6 separate regions of the Mus musculus genome follow, and regions 1, 2, 3, 4 and 6 are each linked to region 5. The links are chromatin contacts, called in public Hi-C, HiChIP or PLAC-seq and promoter capture Hi-C maps. All regions are on one chromosome and are shown on one strand. Each heading gives the region's core, a stretch centred on a gene start, on an enhancer-like site or on the middle of the called end of the contact. The rest is flanking DNA. Distances are from core to core; before and after follow the strand shown.

The links. Promoter capture Hi-C pulls out the DNA fragments that hold promoters and counts their contacts. Hi-C and Micro-C count contacts between places; a contact is called where the count stands out from the background. HiChIP or PLAC-seq counts read pairs in DNA pulled down with a chosen protein or histone mark.
Region 1: a contact with region 5 is called in a promoter capture Hi-C map of pre-B cells, with 2.0 times the contacts expected there. The contact joins the promoter of Mcoln2 here to the promoter of Ctbs in region 5. A contact is called at or near these places in 5 of 39 promoter capture datasets (cranial neural crest, frontonasal cranial neural crest, hippocampal neurons and 2 more), 1 of 115 datasets of contacts at active chromatin or transcription factors (memory CD8 T cells) and 1 of 9 other capture datasets (adipose tissue).
Region 2: a contact with region 5 is called in an H3K4me3 HiChIP or PLAC-seq map of pro-B cells, with 5 times the contacts expected there. The contact joins the promoter of Syde2 here to the promoter of Ctbs in region 5.
Region 3: a promoter capture Hi-C map of neural stem cells shows a contact between it and region 5. The contact joins the enhancer-like site here to the promoter of Ctbs in region 5. A contact is called at or near these places in 8 of 39 promoter capture datasets (the C10 cell line, the HPC-7 cell line, cranial neural crest and 4 more), 4 of 484 Hi-C or Micro-C datasets (CD4 T cells, cerebral cortex, hematopoietic stem and progenitor cells and 1 more), 9 of 115 datasets of contacts at active chromatin or transcription factors (astrocytes, bone marrow-derived macrophages, effector CD8 T cells and 6 more) and 4 of 9 other capture datasets (adipose tissue, embryonic stem cells, liver and 1 more).
Region 4: a contact with region 5 is called in an H3K27ac HiChIP or PLAC-seq map of the NIH/3T3 cell line, with 7 times the contacts expected there. The contact joins the enhancer-like site here to the promoter of Ctbs in region 5. A contact is called at or near these places in 7 of 39 promoter capture datasets (the C10 cell line, cranial neural crest, embryonic stem cells and 3 more), 1 of 484 Hi-C or Micro-C datasets (cortical neurons), 3 of 115 datasets of contacts at active chromatin or transcription factors (the NIH/3T3 cell line, astrocytes and embryonic stem cells) and 2 of 9 other capture datasets (embryonic stem cells and liver).
Region 6: a contact with region 5 is called in a Hi-C map of cortical neurons, with 4 times the contacts expected there. The contact joins the enhancer-like site here to the promoter of Ctbs in region 5. A contact is called at or near these places in 10 of 39 promoter capture datasets (the 3T3-L1 cell line, 3T3-L1-derived adipocytes, the C10 cell line and 6 more), 9 of 484 Hi-C or Micro-C datasets (Sertoli cells, cortical neurons, embryonic stem cells and 3 more), 2 of 115 datasets of contacts at active chromatin or transcription factors (epiblast stem cells and pancreatic cancer cells) and 1 of 9 other capture datasets (embryonic stem cells).

What each region holds. Positions count from the first base shown.
Region 1 is chr3:146,148,175-146,151,332 of GRCm38.p6, reverse strand. It overlaps Mcoln2 (mucolipin 2), which reads right to left and starts at 1,500. Exons shown (of 14, transcript NM_026656.5): 1 at 1,327-1,500. The coding sequence starts at 1,403.
Region 2 is chr3:145,986,610-145,989,381 of GRCm38.p6, reverse strand. Syde2 (synapse defective 1, Rho GTPase, homolog 2 (C. elegans)) reads right to left here and starts at 1,512. Exons shown (of 7, transcript NM_001166064.1): 1 at 213-1,512. The coding sequence starts at 1,383. It overlaps Gm35352 (a long non-coding RNA gene), which reads left to right and starts at 1,887. Exons shown (of 3, transcript XR_376174.3): 1 at 1,887-2,010.
Region 3 is chr3:146,765,588-146,768,439 of GRCm38.p6, reverse strand. The region is part of intron 1 of Prkacb (protein kinase, cAMP dependent, catalytic, beta); the gene reads left to right. Among named protein-coding and RNA genes, the nearest start is that of Prkacb, 46 kb to the left of the region's middle. Within about 2 kb of position 1,534, at least 68 of the 459 cell types and tissues checked have an H3K27ac peak or open chromatin away from gene starts, as enhancers often do. A contact at or near this core is called in adipose tissue, cerebral cortex, embryonic stem cells and 4 more, where this site is marked.
Region 4 is chr3:146,944,788-146,947,759 of GRCm38.p6, reverse strand. Ttll7 (tubulin tyrosine ligase-like family, member 7) reads right to left here. Exons shown (of 21, transcript NM_001357217.1): 17 at 2,532-2,666; 18 at 102-182. Among named protein-coding and RNA genes, the nearest start is that of Ttll7, 94 kb to the right of the region's middle. Within about 2 kb of position 1,564, at least 48 of the 459 cell types and tissues checked have an H3K27ac peak or open chromatin away from gene starts, as enhancers often do. A contact at or near this core is called in the NIH/3T3 cell line and cortical neurons, where this site is marked.
Region 5 is chr3:146,448,669-146,451,793 of GRCm38.p6, reverse strand. Ctbs (chitobiase) reads right to left here and starts at 1,327. Exons shown (of 7, transcript NM_001293672.1): 1 at 1,164-1,327. The coding sequence starts at 1,292.
Region 6 is chr3:146,176,229-146,179,370 of GRCm38.p6, reverse strand. Mcoln2 (mucolipin 2) reads right to left here. Exons shown (of 14, transcript NM_026656.5): 7 at 2,761-2,860. Among named protein-coding and RNA genes, the nearest start is that of Mcoln2, 28 kb to the right of the region's middle. Within about 2 kb of position 1,505, at least 94 of the 459 cell types and tissues checked have an H3K27ac peak or open chromatin away from gene starts, as enhancers often do. A contact at or near this core is called in cortical neurons and pancreatic cancer cells, where this site is marked.

The sequences.
Region 1 (3,158 bases), core at 251-2,750, 300 kb after region 5:
GTGCACTGGGATTACAGGTCCCAAGTACTGTCACCTGGCTCCAACAGTGTTCTTTGAGTTTGCAAGAAAACACCTCTGGCCGGGCGCCTTTAATCCCAGCACTTGGGAGGCAGAGACAGGGGGATTTCTGAGTTCGAGGCCAGCCTGGTCTACAGAGTGAGTTCCAGGACAGCCAGGGCTACACAGAGAAACCCTGTCTCGAAAAAAACAAAAACAAAAGAAAAGAACACACCTCTGTAGCCCCACCAACATGGTTTTATAGTTCAAAACCGGTCTTTTGAAGGTCTGAGAAGTCTATGCCACCCTTGCAGAAAAGCATCCATTCAGGTAGCCATCATAGACTAACTTCCCTATGGCTCAGTTTCCTTGCTGGCTTCAAGAACATCCTGCTAGGAAGGAGAGGCCGCTCCCTGCTCCCTTAGAAAACTTTAACAGCCCGCCACTATTTGTTTTAAGAGCAGCAAGCAGGAGCCAAAGGCCACTTTGTCCTCACCTCCCCGGCTCAATTGCGCTGCTGCAGACATTCAAACTCAGGAGAGGCCGCTTGGCAGAGCCACCTGGCTTCACTGAACGCCTTTTCATAGAGCTGGGGAAACCAGGGTTGACCACACCGCAACCCTCCCACCTAAGAAAAAGTCGGTTTGTTCCGGAAGGCAAACAATCAGCCTCATTTTTAACCGAGTGCAAGCAGTTAGCATTAGTTTGCCCGGGGTAGCAAGAACTCTAAGGTAGAGCAAACCAGGATCTTTTCAGAGTCCTGTCACCAGGAAAGAAACACACACACACACACACACACACACACACACATACACACCAAAAAACAAAAGTCATAAAACATCTGATCCCTCTCTGTCTCTCCGGGTCTCTTGCCTGGGAAAACCGTCAGTTTCAGGGCCAGCCATCCTCCTTCAGAACTTTCCAGGGCTCCCGGGACTGAAGGAGCTAGACCCATTCCCCGCCCAGAGGTTCAGTGGCCCCCAAATGAAAGCCTTAGGGGACCAAAGCCTCTTACCCTTCCAGTCAGCGCTCTGATCTCAGCCCCGGGACTTTGCGGAAAAGCGGCTGTGTGCACCCTGGTCGCTACGCGTGGCCCTGTCCTCCCGCCACGCCCCCCGCGTCCCCACCCTCGGCCGCTGACTTCCTTCAGCGCTGGGCGACCCAGGGCGCTGTCACGAAGGACTTTTGCTACGTAGCGGAGAGCCCGGACGCGAGGCAGAATGGGGTCCACGTGTGAGCTCAGGGACACCTTCTCGGCGGGAGATATTCCAGGAGGGGACGCTGGAATCCAGACGACCACCAGACATGGTCCACTGGGGGAGTACCCACCTGTGGTGGGGACCCCAAGTCAGGTCCGGGACGCGGTTCCACGCAGGCAGGTCCAGCGTCTCCTCGTCTCCGGGCATGACGTGACCCCAAATTCCCTCAGTCCCCACGGTCCCCACACCCGGCTCCGCCTACGGGTGTCTGCGAGATGCAGGTGGAGTGGACGCCCTTATAAAGGGAAGTCGTCCGGAAAGCCTGCTATGAGGCCGCCCGTCGTCCACCCCGCCCCCCTGGCCGTCCTGACCTCCTCCCTCCCGCCCCATTCCCCACCCCACCACCCCACCCCCGCCCCCAGACCTCTGACTCCTTCAAAAGTTCATTGCATTTCTTTTGAGCTCACCATGTGGCCCACACTGGCAACCAGAGCAATCCTCCGGCCTCAGCCTCCTGAGTACTAAGATTACAACAAGCACGTGCTACCAACGCTGGGATTTTGGACAAGTAAAGTGTTGGTACTGAGTTCTACCGGATGCTCCTCCCTCTTGGAATCAATAAGTTCGTGGGGATGGGTTTCTTCACTAAGGAGTCTTTATTCTGATAACTCCCTAACAAGTAGTTAGGATGACAGGGCAAGCATGTGGAAAGCAAGACCCCAGCCTCAGCCACCAAGTCAGCTTTCTGCAGCCAGTCTGCTTGACCCCTGAGTAGCCCAGAGTAGCCCACCCCAGCGGCCTCTATGCCCTTCCCCCTTGTTGCCTGAAAGCAGGGGCTTCAAGACAATTGGTTTCTATGAACCTGGCTACAGTACCCAACCTGAAGCTAGCAGGGCCTTTTGGACAGAACCGGCTCAGAGGCTCCTGTCGTCACCATGCAGTGGAGCTAACTAAACCCCTAAGTTTCCAGGCTATGTGCGTTAGGAAGTGTTCGAAAGGTCCCCATGTTTAGCTAGGGCAAAGGACAGTTTGTAGAGGATTATGTAGAAAGAGCTGGACAGAGCCTTTTGGACCCTTTGTGTAAGGTTTTTGTTTTTTGTTTTGTTTTGTTTTTTGCTTTTTGAGACAACCTCATATAACTGAGACTGGCCTCCAACTTGCTATGAAGCTGACGCTGGCCTTGAACCTGGTCCTCCTGTCTGCACCTCACAAGGGCTGTTGGTGTTGAGGAATATTCTGCCCCACCCCCACCCTTCCAAATCTACTCTGTTTTAAAAAGTCACTTTCCAAAAACTACTGGGTAAAAATGCTTGAGTTTTGTTTGTTTTTGTTTTTCCAAATTTCTTTTAGGAAATACGCTTACTGGGTATGGAAAGTCTGAGAAAGTCTGTCTGAAAAGTCACAGTGCCCACCGTACCTTCATGCTCAGGATTCTGTACACTGCCCCCTCCCCCCAGTGTAGCCAGTCCTGGGTTTGACCCCAGAATCATGGGGTGGACAGAGAGAATCCATTCCAGCAAGTCCTCTGGTCTCTGCAAGTCATGAGTGATACCTATGTGTGGGGTACACACACACACACACACACACACACACACACACACACACACGAGAGAGAGAGAGAGAGAGAGAGAGAGAGAGAGAGAGAGAGAGAGAGTGTATGTGTTCACAGACATTTGTTACTACTCCCAAGTCACATAAACAGCCACTAGCAGACGAACTCTTTCTATTTAGGTCTCTGACACTCCAAAACCTTTCTTCTTACTATATCTACCCACTGACAAGACAGGTCATTAAACAGTTGCTGGTGTCCAGTAACTTTCTTCATTGGCAAATGTTTCTCTAAACAGATTCCCACCTGTGACAATCTAGAAACAGTCTCACCGGTGGAGAAAATATGTCTTTTCCTAGGTAGTTGTAAAAGATACATTTATCTAGGTATGAGGTCCCTGTCATTTCTAGGAG
Region 2 (2,772 bases), core at 263-2,762, 460 kb after region 5:
TCGCCTAAGACCATTGGAAAACACAGATATTTGCATGACGTCTCATAACAGTGGCAAAATTACAGTTATGAAGTAGCAACGAACATAATTTTATGGTCGGGGGCACCAAACATGAGGAACTAGATTCAAGGGTCACAGCATCAGAAAGGCTGAAAACCACCACACTAGAGGCTCAGGGCGCTGCTTAGCATATTGACTGCAAAGTGTCCTACCTGTCAGTGTGATTCTTTGGTCCGTTGTCACCGAGAGGACGTGGTTTTCATGCACTTTCCAACTGCCCAAATTTGGAGAGGTTGTCTGCGCTCCGGGAACTTTGGGTGCTGTCCCGCGATCGCGACCCTTCATCCCCAGGGACAGCAGACGTCCTTTGTACATCCACTTCTGCAGTTTCTTGACAGTCACCGCAGGTGGCTTGAGGGGAAGATCCTCCGGATGGTCCTCTTGGCTGCTGGATATCACAGAGGTCCCCACAGGATCCTTAAAGGGTCGTCCCGAGGACCCGCTGGGGTCATGGCAGATGGGAGGCAGGAGAGCGGCGGACGTAGCAGCCCTGTGGCTGCCCGGGCTCCAGCCGTCCATCCCACCTCCACGTGGCTGGGGCTCGTCCCTGTCCCGGTGCGCACCGCACCTGATGCAGCTGTCGCTCGCCCACCGCTGGAGCAGAGGCGGCCGCCGGCTCACGCGGAGGCTCTCGAGACTTCTGCAACTGGACAGTTGTATCCGAGGACTGGGAGGCCGTCCCTCTCTCGACTCCGTCGGAGGCGACCGGGGCGGGGACACCTGCTGCGGAGGGCGGTCGCCGCCTCGGAGGCTGCAGGCTGGGCGCACGGCTGCGCCGCGGGGGAGAGGCGGCTGCTGGCCCTGAGCCCGGGCTCCCGCGGGTCCGCCCCGCCGCGTGCCCGAGTCAGGGGGTAGGTCGTGCATGGCCTGGATCAGCAGATAATAGGCCTCTCGCAACTGGGTCTGCAGCCTGCCCGTCTCCAGGCGGCCGCCCTCCATCCCCGGGGAGGAGCCCGGCGCTCGGGAAGGCGAGGCCCGCAGCGCCTCCGCCCCCTCGGGCGCGCAGCCCGCCGGCAGGTTCTCGTAGTAGTCGGCGCCCTCGTCCTCCCCGTCGTCGTCGCCGCTGCCCCAGGCGCCTGGGGAGGCGCGAGCAAGCGCGCGGCCCAGAGCGGCGGCCTCCTGCGCCCCGCGAGACCATGGCACCCGCGCGCCCGGCTGCTCGGTCCCCCATGCGGGCCGCTCCATACCGGGGCCCGCGAGCTCGTGGGGCGGCGAGCGTCCCTCGGAGAGCGAGGCCGCCACGGAGTCCGCGTGCAGCCCGAGCGCGCCGGGAGCGTGCCGCTCTCGGAGCCGGCCGAGCGTCCTCCGCAGGGGCTCCGCCATGAGCGCCGCCCTCAGCAGCCCGGCTCGCCCGGGGCGCGGGGCGGGCTCCGAGTCCCGCGCGGGCGGAGGCGGCGGCTCTCCATGACCACGGCCGGTCCTCGCCAGCTCCTCACATACTTGGCATAACTCGGCAGCGGCGGGTCGGTAGAGGGGGGCGCGGGCGCCGCAGCGCGCATGCCCCGGAACTAGAGCCGCGACGGGGCGCGCGGGCCAACACGCGGCGTTCCCGAGGTGGGCGCTCCGGGGGCGGGGCCTGCGCGGCTGCAGAGAGGGAAAGGTGGAGCGGGTCGGGCTGCCACCCCGCCAACCGCCCCGGCCCCTCCCCGCTGCCCCCTGCGCGAGGCGGGGCTCCGGTGCAGCAAGTCCTAGCTTGAGAGTAACAAAGACTGTTTGGACCGACCAAGTGCGAGTGCAGGTGTATCTCACAGGAGCGTTGTCCCCAAGATGTTCTGATCGGTTCCCTGCTCCCCGGAACTGTTGGAAAGGAATTTGCGGGGCTAGAGAGGTCGCTCGGTTGTAAGGATCGCTGGCTGCTCTGGTGTAGGACTCCAGTGTCAGGGGTTCCGAAGCCCTCTTCTGGCCTCCGCTGGCACCCGGCATGCGTGTTGTAAACCGTCATAGGTGCAGGTAAAACAACCATGCACGTAAAAATAAACAATAAAAAAGAAATCTGTAGCAAATCCTATTCAATAAGGAATTTTTAAAAAAAGTCCTTTATGTACTAGATCACTTCGGTTCCCTCTTTTTCAAATCTGTTTCTCCTTCTGTAAAAATGATACCTTCTCATCCAACGTTAATCCCTAGATCAAACAAAACTTGTTAAATGGAACCACAGATAAGAGCCCCGGGTACAACTACCAAACTAAAAGCGCTAGTTTACAGCTTTTAAATGTAAAAATGCTAACTGAAATTCAGTGTTCACTGGGTCGAAATAGAGAAAGGGTGAAATTTGGAAATACCTACTCTCAATACCAAACCCTGCCTGGCCTGGCACTGATCGATAAGAATCAGTGTTGCCATCATCTCTGATTTCAGCTATACTTTTTGGTTGTTATGCATTGGGAATGACCTTTGAGCCACTCATACCGCACAAATATCTAGCACATGCTTGCACTTAGTAGGTACTCAAGTCCTCCAAAAGTGGTAGTTGAGTGAATGGTCCTTACTTATTCCAGTATGGTCCTCCATGTAAGCCCAGCTGCTTTCTGTGCCTAAACGCTCCATCCTCTCAGCTCACTTGGATCTGTGCCGTTTGTTAGCGCCTGGCTCTCTGCCTTTGGAGTCATCCCCCTGTATCTGTATGCGTGTAATCTTCCCTGTGCTAGGCTTGGTGTGGTGGTATACTTGCTTGTGGAAGGAGGCTTAAGATGGAGGCAGTAGGAGGACAGC
Region 3 (2,852 bases), core at 285-2,784, 320 kb before region 5:
CCTGCTGTGACTTGAGTGCTCTAGCCATTTAAAGTATGGGAAATTATAAGTGTGGCTTCATTAATAAAAATAATCAAATATTGGGCCGTTTTATCTGAGTCTAAAATTATGATGAGTTTCTCTATGTGGTGCATACAGCTATGTTTATGTGGAAATTGCTGGAAAGCTTTCTTTTTTCCTTCCTGGTAATTCTATGTTCTTCTTCTGTGAGAATCTATCTGCTCTTGGCCCTCTCAGCGCTGCATTGTCTGAGTGATCTCATTCCTGCCCACGCCTCAGTCACTACCTGAGACATCCATTACAAGAGTCAGCTTCGTCTTTCTCCCTTAACATCTGTCCCTTTATCTCTGGTCCTCGCTTCTCTTAGTGACTCCATAACCCGCATGAGAAGAAAAGCAAGAATCTAGGGTTGTTTGTAACTTGTCACCCTGGTTGTGTATATGCTCATTTAGTTCCATTGACTGTACATCAGGAGTTTTCTCTAGGCCCAATAACACTAGGAAGGCCTTTAGAACTGGGCATCAGTCTCTTTTCAGCGGCCTTACACTGACTGGCTTCATGTTTCTGCCTCTTCAGATGACTTTTCATACTGAGTTTTAAATTGAAATAAGTCCATTTCTTAATACAGTGTGAAACTTGCAATTCTGGAATTGCAAATCTGGAATCTAAAGATTAAGCTCCTTAGCAAGTTAGGGGAGATCCACCTGTGCGTCATGTATGAGTAATGACCTCCCATAGTTATATTCCTTGTAGAAATCACACAAACAATAATAGCTTTCAGTATCTCCATTACAAACTCTGAAGGTGATGTTGCTATACTTTCAAAGCACAAAAGCGGATTATATATTTGCCTGTGAGTCTCTGGATCTTAAGTGAAAGCTATCCCTTGAGGACTTTAATTGTTCTCATCTGCTCTTTCCTCTCTGGCATCGAAAGATTGCTTGTAAATGGAAGAAGAGCCTTGGCTGCCCCCTTGTAAGTTGCTTTCATTTGGTGAGGATTTTCTCTTGTTAAGCAAGTTTTGTGAAAACATTGTAAAGGAGTTCTCCCCAAATTCATCTGGGTTCCATACGGCCCTCCGACTAGACGACATGGCACAGCATGCACAGCGATAGGTGCTGTTGCCTTCCGAGGCAAAGGAAGAGCTAAGCTTTGACAAGGACCAGCACTGGCACTGGTGAAGGAGCCTGGAATTAAAACACCTTTCTCCACTTTTCTTTCTGAGACCACGTGATTTCATTATTTTCTCTGTGCCTGGTGTTCTATCATCACAGCATGTAGCAGGTTGCAGTGCTGTTTGTGTAAGATGGAGCTGAGTCATCTGACACATTGAGTTACTGTGCACTCCTGGTTCACATACCAATTCCTATTCGGAAAACCGGAGCCAGCAAGCTGTGGAGAAGAAACACCAGTCAACAGGTCCTTTGTTACAGCTGATAAGGGGAGCAAGAGCGGGTCTTCTGTACACGGTGGGGTGACTAGAGAGGATGATTTTGCATTCTGTTGTTTCAGTGGAAGAAGATTTCTTATGATCTCACTGCAAAAATAGGCAGGAGGAGACAGATCCGCTCACTCTGATTTGCACATCACACAGGACATCCACTTATGGAAACATCATGTGACACACTGCAGATATGTACAAATTCTAGGCTGCTCGGGGAGCCTGCTTCCTGGTGCAGCTCACTGAGCGTCAGTGTGAAGAAAAAGCACTAAGTAATGGTTCTCGGAAGTGTGTGGACCTAAGCAGGAGTGAGCAGCTGGTTCACGCCCTCTCCTCTGTCTGACCGAGAACACATGAGCCGAACACTGAAAGCGCTGCTTTTGCCCCCAGTGAGGACGGACCTCTGTCCGATGAGGACTGTTCTAGAGCGGATTGTGCTCTGGATTACTTGCCTTCCAGTAAGAGAAGCAACCATTTCATCCTCACTGATTTCCTGGGATGAAGCTTGTGAGGAAATGAGTGCAGGACAACACTGCCTGTTGCTTCTGTGCTCCTCCTAGCCCTGTTGGGACAGCCAGGAATTCATTAGGTCATGGCAAATTGAAAGGATGGCCTTTGTTTTCTGGATACAACAGGGCTCTCCCTTGCTGTGCTGGCACCAATACCAGCAAGTTCCTTGTGATCCTAGACACTTGCACATTTCTTTGTTGTTGTTAATGAGTCTGAGTGTTTTGCCTGCTTGCATGTATGTGACTACAGCGACCAGACATCAGATCTCCCTCAGGAAATGGAGCTTCAGATGCTTGTGAACCTCCATGTGGGTGCTGAGAACTGAGCCTGGGTCCTCTGCAGGAGCAGCCAGGACTCTTGACTGCTGAACATCTCCCCAACCTCTACAACCACATTTCTGAAAGTTGCTGGATTATTTAATTAATACACATACATATGCGTATACAGAGAAAAATATCCAGAACTTAATTTTAATAGCACCTATATAGAAAATGAGAGATCCAAAGAAAAATACACTATGTTGTTTTAGATCGTGTGTAAAGATTTTAAAACCTTCCCATTGTTTGTGGATAAATAAGCAAAAAAAGAAAAGAAAGGAAAGTGGAGCCTATAAAAAGGGTTACACATGATTAAAGGATAAAATCACAGCCTTCAATAGGAAAAGAATGAACTTATATTCAGAAATATGTGTTTAAAAAACTACAGATAGCATCTAAATTAATTCTTCAATGTTTTGAGTGAACATAAAATCTATGAAATAAGACAGAGGAAATAATCCTGAAGGGACTGGAGACATGGCTCAGCAGTTATAAGCCTTTTCTGCTCAGTCGTAAGGACCTGAATTCAAGTGCCAGCATACAATCGTCTGTAATTCCAACTCCCAAAGATCCATGGCACCAGC
Region 4 (2,972 bases), core at 315-2,814, 500 kb before region 5:
TAAGCAAATAAATGTTCATATGTAAACTTGTTCTGAACTTAAATAAACATTTTAGCTTAACGAACATATAAATGGCCAAGTGATCTTCATGTGCTACTCACTTTCCGTTGTTTTACAGAGTCCAATTTTATGAGCCAATATGAAGCCACTTTTGTTTTATAATGCTTCCAGTTATCCATGATCTATTGGGGGAGAGAAGTTAACAAATTTAGGCTAGAATGCTCACAGAGAATAGTGAATGACCCTGTTATCCATGACTGTATTCATCCGTGCAGTGACAGCACTATGAGAGCACTACTTATAATAACAATTCTACCATTCATAGAAAGATACCTGCAGAGATTTAGACAAGTCAGAGGTTCTAAACCTGAGCCCATTTCTTTCTCTCCAGTAAGAGTAATATCACTCAGAGAGTAAAAGCCAGAAATCCTTGGATACACACATTTTAGGTAGGACTCCAACACAGATTTTTCTATCTTTACTCACAGGGCTGTGTTACCCACATAGTGATAGAATATTGAACAATACATTCAAAGTCAGCCTATATTCAATTAGAGTTCTACTAGCCCTTTGTTTTGTATTACCTACAGAATTCTACAGAATTCCTCAGTATACACCCTAGTAATGGATACTGTAGCAAGCATTCAAGTCTGGAACACAGCAGAAATACAGCAAAGAATCTAATGCCTGACATTAATTATTAATTACGTTTCATTGATTGTATAAGCCTAACAATCTTCTTTATGGAAGAATCGCAATAGCCACATACATTAGTGTCTCTCTCTCTCGTTTTCTAATTAAAAACAGCAGACCTCAGTGGAACCAAGGTGATCGCTCAGTGGCTAAGAGCACTCGTTCCTCTTGTAGGGAACCTGGGTACAATCCCTAGCACCCACTTGGCCACACATAGTCTATGACTCCTGTCCTAGGGGCTGTGATGCCGTCCTTGACCTCTGAGCAGCGGGCACACATGTGGTGCACATACACACACGGAGGCAAATATTCAATAAAAGAAATAAATTCGAGAAGAAAATATCAGATCATAAAAGACAGACAAAAATGATGTGCCTGCTTCAAAGTTACTGGCTTTTCTTAGAAATAAACATTATCAAAGTGAGTGGAAACATTTCCAGGCTGGCGATGAAGCTCGTTGGCCAAAGATGCTTGCTGCCAAGTGTAACCTTCTTCTAATCCCTGGGACCAACACACATAAACACACTAAATAAAAAAAAATGTAAAACATATCTATCACAATGCCTTATAAAATTTTCAATTTTCTTTTGTTGTAACAAGCTCCCTGACAAACAGCATCTAACTTTCACTTTTGAAAAAAAAAACAAAAAACAAAACAAAACTTAGCACAAAATTCAAAAGACTTGGATACTTAACGATAATTCTCTAATAACAATAATATGATGCCGTTGCAGATTTTTGCAGCAAGAAATCTTTCTCTTGTTTCGTTATTTCTATGCACTTGTTTCATATCATTGGATGAACAATAAGAGGACCCAGTGAGAGCTTTGGTTCTTATTCTACATATGACCACTAGATGGCGCCTTGTCTTCTGGGGAAAAGAAAATCACAAGCCACCAACCCGACCCTCAAAACGTTCTGTGGCCGATGGATGACCTAACTGTGGGCATTTATAAAGCGTGTTGGGCGGATAAGAGAAACCTTGAGTGAAGAAATGTTCTTCCATCAAACCATTCCCGTGACCTTGGATTTCTTTTTAAGAGAGGAGCAAGTCCTGACTGCGGAGCGTTTGAACATCTGCCACCCAAACGCTCCACTAGGTGGCGGGCGTGAAAATAACTCATCCAGGCTGTTTCAAAACGTGATTTTCCAGGCATCACCTGTAATTCATCTTGACATTTTATACCAAGGCGCTATTTTCATCCTGTCTCTTTTCATCTTAAGCTCTTCAACTTAGTTTTTAAATAGAAGAGTTTACCCTGATATTTCTTTGATCATGAAGAACAGTTATTATTTGATGCTAATTATTCTTACTTGAAAGCCTTATTATATGATAAAATGTTCCTAATAACTAAAATGAATTCTTTTACTTTGTAAAGTTTCTGGGGGCTAAAAGCAATATCAATTACATTTCCTATTCAATCAATTATAATTTGATCAGAAAATACATTTTTTGTATGTGTGTAGATGTATAGGAGGCATGTGTGCATGTACATATGTGTACAATGCACATATATGCTGGTGTTTATGTGTGTGCACATGTGTGTGCATGCATGCCTGTGGAGGTCAGAGGTCAGGCTTGAATGACGTTTCCCTGGGAGCTGCGGCTCACCTCTGGGAACTCTCAGGAGTCTTCCTTCCTCTGCCTTTCCAGTACTGAGGTCACAGCTGCAGGCCACCATGCCAGCTCTTTATGTAAGTTCTGAGGACCCAGCCTAAGACCATGCTGGCTCAGGAAGGGTTTTACCAACAGATCTATCTCCCTGGTCCCAGGCAATACATTTTAATGCTCTCAGAAGAGTAGACAGATGCTCTTTGGATTTTATACAAATACTCACATCTTCTATCAGGAGCTCCGACTCTGCGTCTGACTTCCCCGGAAAGCGGATTCTCATGTCCTTGAGGACAAACAAGGTCTGACTGGTGAGGTCGTCTTCCTGCTCTTTGGTTTTCAATTGCCGCAAAGACTCGTTCTTAAATTTGAAAGAATACAGACACATGGAGGGGGTCTTATTCCACTGTACCAGTATAATGTGAAAGATAGTTTCAGGTAAAAGGGACACATTGTTAATTTTTTAAGTGGACATTTATTTGCGAATGTTTAACATTAAAATGGTTATTATTTGTAAGAATGTCTTTTGTATTTTCTCCTGGTTGTATTTTATCTTGCTCGGGATATAAACATTACCTATGAGTAATTCAAAAGGACTTCCTAATTTGTTTCACTTGCCACCGATTCTTGGATTGGATAGTAAGATCAGTCATCATTATGAAGGGAG
Region 5 (3,125 bases), core at 78-2,577:
GGGCTTCTTTGGCTGTGAATTAGCACCATGACTGCAAAACTTATAAAGGAAAACATTTCATTGGAGTTGGCTTACAGTTCCGAGGTTTAATCCTTATCATCATGGCAGCATCCAGGCAGCCGTGATGCTGGCGAGGGAGCTCAGAGTTCTAAGCAGCAGGGCAAAGACTGAGCCACTCTAGACCGAGCTTGAGCATGGGAGACCTCAAAGCCCATCCCCACAGTGACACACTTCCTCCAACAAGGCCACACCTGTTAATGTGTCACTTCCTATGGGACAAGCATGTAAACACATGACTCCATGAGGGCCATTCCCATTCAAACTACCACAGTAGGAAAGATCCACCGGACCAGAAACTAAAAGTAACAGCTATCCATTGCCAAACAGCTAATTCTTTCTCTCCCAAAACTTTAATTTCTGATCTTAATGATCTGAGTGCTACTAGTGACCCTTGCTCAAAGAAACGTTAATGCACCTAAATTTTTCTTTTTAAAAAATGTCCAGTTTCCACAGTAGGCAGTCTACAAAAATACTGTCACTATTTTTCTAAACAATGTATGCAAACACAAGCATTTAAATATCTATGTCTCAAAACCAAATATAAGTTTAAGACCCATCAACTGTTCCTTCTTTGTACAAATTTTTTGAGACTGGACCCCCTGACATCGCTGACCCCCAGGTCCAGCCACTGTCATCAACTTCGGTCACGCGATTTTACCAATGCTTCGTGGTAAGTCCGTAAGCTTTATACGCCATTCTGCTGGGTTAAAGAAAAATGGACTCAAATAGCTGTTTTTGCCGCTTTCCTGGGTGGGTGACTGTCCATAAACGAAAGAACTAATCCGTACCAAGTACAAAGGTTAGCAGAACATCCTGCTTTCGGATGTACTTTTGGAGGTGGACACTTTCCTACTAAATGTGCATTGCCTTGGAAACCGAGAACCGGTTCTCCTACCCTCCCCGCAGGTGGCTGAGCGGTTAGCGGGAGGAGCTGGCCTCGGGAATCTGATGAGGCAGGAGCATTACACAGTCTGCGGCCTGGGAAGTTGCCCAACCTCTGAAGGAAATCTAAAAAGAGGAAGACTCTGGTGGTTAAGGCTACTCAGTGAGCGCACAACTTCTACAGCCTTGAGTATCAGACCGACGGGCAAATGAGTGCTGACCTCGAAGTCGGGACGGTGGCGGATCGGTTGGCAGAGAGCAGCCTCGGAGCACGGGCAGTCCCCGGCCGAGAGCCGTGCCAACAGCGGCAGCAGCAGCAGAGTGAATTCCGGGAGGCCACACAGCGCCATGCCTGGGGTGGAGGCTGCGGGAATGACGCCTCTTGAAGGGCGGGCCCTGATGTCCTATGGGCAGGCGGGGCGGAGTCTCTGCTGAGGGGCGTGGCCTGATGCTAAACGGAGAGCGACCCAGCCTGCTGCTTGGTAGGTGGGCCCTAGAAGGCGGGGCTGATGCTGGACTTTGTGGAGAAGTGGGACTTGCAGCCAATTGACTGGGATCCCACCCCGGCTGCTGGGGGCACTACCTATGAGTAAATGTAAGATGTGACAGGGGTCTTCCTTACACTCCAGTGCTAGGAAGGGCTAGGTAAACAGTCTTGACCCGGGTAACTCGCAGGTAACTCTACCACTTTTATTCTCTCCATCACTCTACATCACTCTACACCATTTCATGATTGTGTGGTCTGAACGTTTTCTGCTCATTCATCTTACAATTGATTTTGAATCTCTTGCTTGGCGTTGCTCCCCGCACCCCACCCCTGCCAATATAGCTCAGCACAGTGCTTGGCTTGTAGTAAATAGTACGTTCACTGTAAAACTCCAAGAGCTCCTGTTTTCTTTTTTTAAACTTCAATCGGTTTGAGACCATTCTTTTCCAAGTCTCTACACAGGGTATTTTTTAAAATGTAAAATGGACGGGTGATATTATTGTCAATTTACCAGATGTTTGGTTAAGTGTGTATTGTGATTTTCCAGCATTAAATAAAGAGAATTTAAAGATAAACTCTGTGCGGTGATTTTGCTTGAGAGATATGACCTCAAGAAAAGCCTTTCCTTTGGCTATGAGAATAGGGAAGGGGGCTCTAACAGGGTCATCAGGTCCTGGGGGTGTGACCTGGATTGCTCTGCTCAGCGTGTACTGAATGCTGGAAGGAGAACGCACTTTGAAGATTTGGGCATTTTCTTTGGGGAATTCTTCTGTTTAAGTAGCAACAGGAATAAAAATTCTCTTTATGGCTATAAAGGAAATTGAATGTCATTAAACTCATAATGACAATTAAAACACCCATTATAGCATATGAGTTTAAATTTATTGTACACTCCCTAAACACCAATAAAAATTTAAATGATGTAAATTCTTTTCCCAGAACCAAAATGTTGTCAAAGCAAGGATCTCTCTGAGCTCTCTCAGAAGAGCGGAAAGCAAAGGATACTCGGGAACAAATTAATATATTTCTAATCCTGGCAGACTGGAAAGGCTGGAAACCAGGTTTGCTTTCTTGTCTTCGTTTCTCTTCCTGTGGCTGTGATTAAGAAGTAACTAAGATAGCTTTTTTTCCTGGCTCACAGTTCAAGGTACAGTCTACTATGGCAAAGAGGTCACGGCAACAGGGTCTTGAAGCAGCCGGTCACAGTCAGAAAACAGGATGCAGGCATGCATGCAGATGTTGAGCTGGCCTTCCTCTTCATAATGCAGTCTTGAAACGACCTCAGAAAATGGTGCAGCCAGAGTGGCAGACAGAGTCTCCCCACCACAATTAACTTGATTGTAGATAGGCATGCCCAACATCAGGCTGACGGTTAACACTATCAGGGTCCCTCCTTTAAAGGCTTGATGAACGTGGTGGTGAAGGACTTTTGCTCGGCTACTTTTCCTCTCAGGCTCTGATCTGGACTGAACCCTCACTGTCCAATCAGAGTAGGAGCCGTGTAAAGCAGGTGTGCTTTTCAGCCTTGTCTTACGGGCAGCGAAGCTGACCCACAGGCGGATGTTCCGAGGATCTGATGATGCTAAGTGTGAAGCAGGGGTTTGGCCTGACCTTGCCTTAATAGGTACTCTTGTTCTTCAGGGGTTTTCCACCTAAAACCTGGTATGTGCCTCAGTGGTAAGGCGTGGAGCTAAGA
Region 6 (3,142 bases), core at 256-2,755, 270 kb after region 5:
TTTCAGATTTTTCTTTTTATTGATTAATTCTGCTGCTTGACAGCTTGATATGTTTATATAACGTACTCTAACCTCATGCCCTGTCCTCTCATCTCTCTCTCTCTTTCTTATCAATACCTAGTCCCCCCCCCACTCAGATTCGTGATCTGGTTTGTGACCCATCTGTGTGACCGTTGGCCAGAACATTGTGTCGGAGCCCGGAGGGTTGGAGCCTGGTGGGGTCACGAACGGGAAGCCACCAGAACGCAGTGGTTTCTGCCTCACTGAATCTGTGTTGCGTACAGCTCCTCAGTGTGCCGTAGGTCCCCTGAGCCCCTCCTCCACTCTTGTCTGACTGTCGACCCGCCTGGTCTTATGCATTCCCAGGGAAGGCCTTTGACTCGAAACTGCTGAGTCTGAGGACGAAATGTGTTTGAAATGGCTGTGGCTTGCCTAGAAGACATCATCTCACAGCCTCCCTCTTTTCCCCTCCACCACCTTCTCCCCCGACTCCTCCTCTCTCTGCTTCTTGGTTGTAGGTTAAGGTGTGAGCCCTCAGCTTAGGTCTCCATGTCTATGGTCTGCTGCCACGTCTACCTGTCATGATGGACTTTCATCCTGTAAGCCCCAATAAATTCTTCCTTCTCTAGGTCACCTTGGTCATGGTGTTTTATCTCAGCAACAACAAAAAAGTAACGAACACAGCAACCTATGCTGAATGTGAAGTAGTGGGAATTCTCCTGCCTCAGCTTCCCAAGTGTTGGGAACATCCAGCAGCCATAGATTGCTTACCCCACTGAAGCCATATTGCATTTCAGAAAGCTCTTCCAAATCTGAGTTTGGAAAACACTGGTTCAGAAATATGTCCTGCCACTCTGAGTAATGGCACACCCCACTCACTCCACCCTCCCAGATACCTGATGTGCACAGACGCTCTCCCACCATCTGCCTAAGGAACTCTGACTCGGGCTATCCAAGCTTACTAACTGTCAGCTCTGCAATAAATATATACCATTACATCTCCATCAGAGGGAGCCCTGCCCACCCCATTCTTCTAAAGCCTCGTGTGGCTGGCTATAAACTATAGTATATAAAATATAAGTTCTGGAGAGCAGAAGCGCACTCAGAGAAGGCTCCTTGGGAAGCAGATGTCTGTGAACGTGGACATTACCGGTTTTTGCTTTGAGGAGATGTGGATAATTGTAGATAACGCCAAGAGGAAGCAAGCAGCAGCTGGGAAGCTGGGTGAGAAGAGAGCATCAGAATACTTGGACAACAGCGGCCAGTGCCCACCAGGTGGCGCCTCTGGCCTCTCTTAGGCAGAGCTTCTCAGTCCACGGCTTCAAATGGAAGAGGCAGCACAACCCATCTTCTAAACTGGTTTCTAAACCTCATATTTTTAATGATTTTTAAAACCCCTTGATTTATTTTAAATTCATGTCTTCCTAGTGATAAGGTCGAGTTTCTAAGACATGGCCGTAAGAATCACATTTTAGGTCTGCTTCTCTCTGTTGGCCACAGGGGGGAGCAAGAGCTCTTCCGTTCTGGCATGCGTGGTGAGAGGATCATTGGGGAGCCATGAGGCACACGTCCAGTCTCACAGTGACTATTGCAAATCACAGTTTATATATGGCAAAGGTTACGTTCCCCCACACCACCAAGACATAGCTTCAGCCTTTACTTGGACCTGAGGACTGCCTTGATGGTGCTGGTCTTTGAGTATCTGCTGCGAAATAGAAAATCCATTTTATCAGGAACCCAATCTGTGTGCTTCCTTTAGAGGAATGACTGAAACCAAAGCTAGAAAAAAAAAGAGAAAACTTCGAAATCATCAGCCGTTGTACAGCTGAAAAGGAATGAGTCACCTGTTGGAATAAAAAACCACGTGACTCATATTTGTCTTTCTGGTCATCTGGCCCAAGTGAGTTCGTGTAAACGGAGCTTGCCAGTTCACCACACTCAGAGACATCGCCCTGACCACTAATAATCAAAGCAGGATGCACATATCTTACACTCCTCTTTTGAGACAGGAACACCCTCCCCCACAAAGTGGTTTAGGCTGGTCTTGAAGTCAAAATCTCCCAGTTTCTTCCTGCATAGCTGAGATTACAGTACATGATGTCATCGCTAGCTCAACAAGGCTATTTAAGCATGTGGACCATCGGGTGACGGAGGAGATGTCCCCGTGTTTATTCAAGATGCACCCTGAGGTCTCCACTCTTCTCCTTTGTCCAAGGCTTGGATCAGAACATACCTCCTCCGAGAATTCAGGATTCCCACTGAGCTCGGTCAAAATGATCATTTCCCTTCCTACTCAGACCTTCCATACTTCCCTGGCTATGGCTACCCATAGCACCCCAAGGATCTGGTCACATAGATGTCCCTCCCTAAGGCCTCTCCTCGCTGATGAGTTGCGGAGCAACTCTGATGACTTCTGCTCCCAGCATTCGGCACCAACCCCCTCAATAAGTACAGCCATTGCTCTTGCTTTGTAGAGAAAACTGCTAAGACAGAGAGGCCAAGCAATAGGTCCAAGCCTCCAGCCGTGGCTCACAGAACCAGAATGCAAACCCAGGCCATCTTGCTGCAAAGGCGAACTGCGTAAACCACTGACTCAAGAAACAATAAACACTTGCTGACTTGGACCACTCGCTCAGGACTAGCGTTTGAACTGTTTTTCTGAAACGTTTTCCCCACCACCTTCCATACGAATCACGTGGGTTCCCTAAGCCCCCCAAACCTCCTCTAACCCACAGACAACAGGCTGAACGGTACACTTACTAGACCCAGATATGTTCATGTTTTTACACTCTTCGATGTTGGCCTCGCTGTTGAGATAGATTTTGATTTTCCCACTGTGGGCTGTGTTGTCGAAGGTAATCTAGAGACAGAAACAAAGAGGTTATAGTCCAACGAGGCGGGGTGGGGTGGGGGTTGTCAGGTCAACTACTTACAAAAGTCATCAGTACCCAGATAGAACTCTGATACAGAGATCACAGGGATGAAAATGCCTCTGCACGTGGGTTCTGGTCCAGCTGCTGTTACTGTGGTAAAACTCTGGTCAACTCCAGCAGGAACTGGAGAACACGCCCCAGAGGAAGTCCTGCTTACTGGCTTGCTGACAGCTTTCATTCAGCCTGCTTCTTGGTCCAGCCCAGGACCC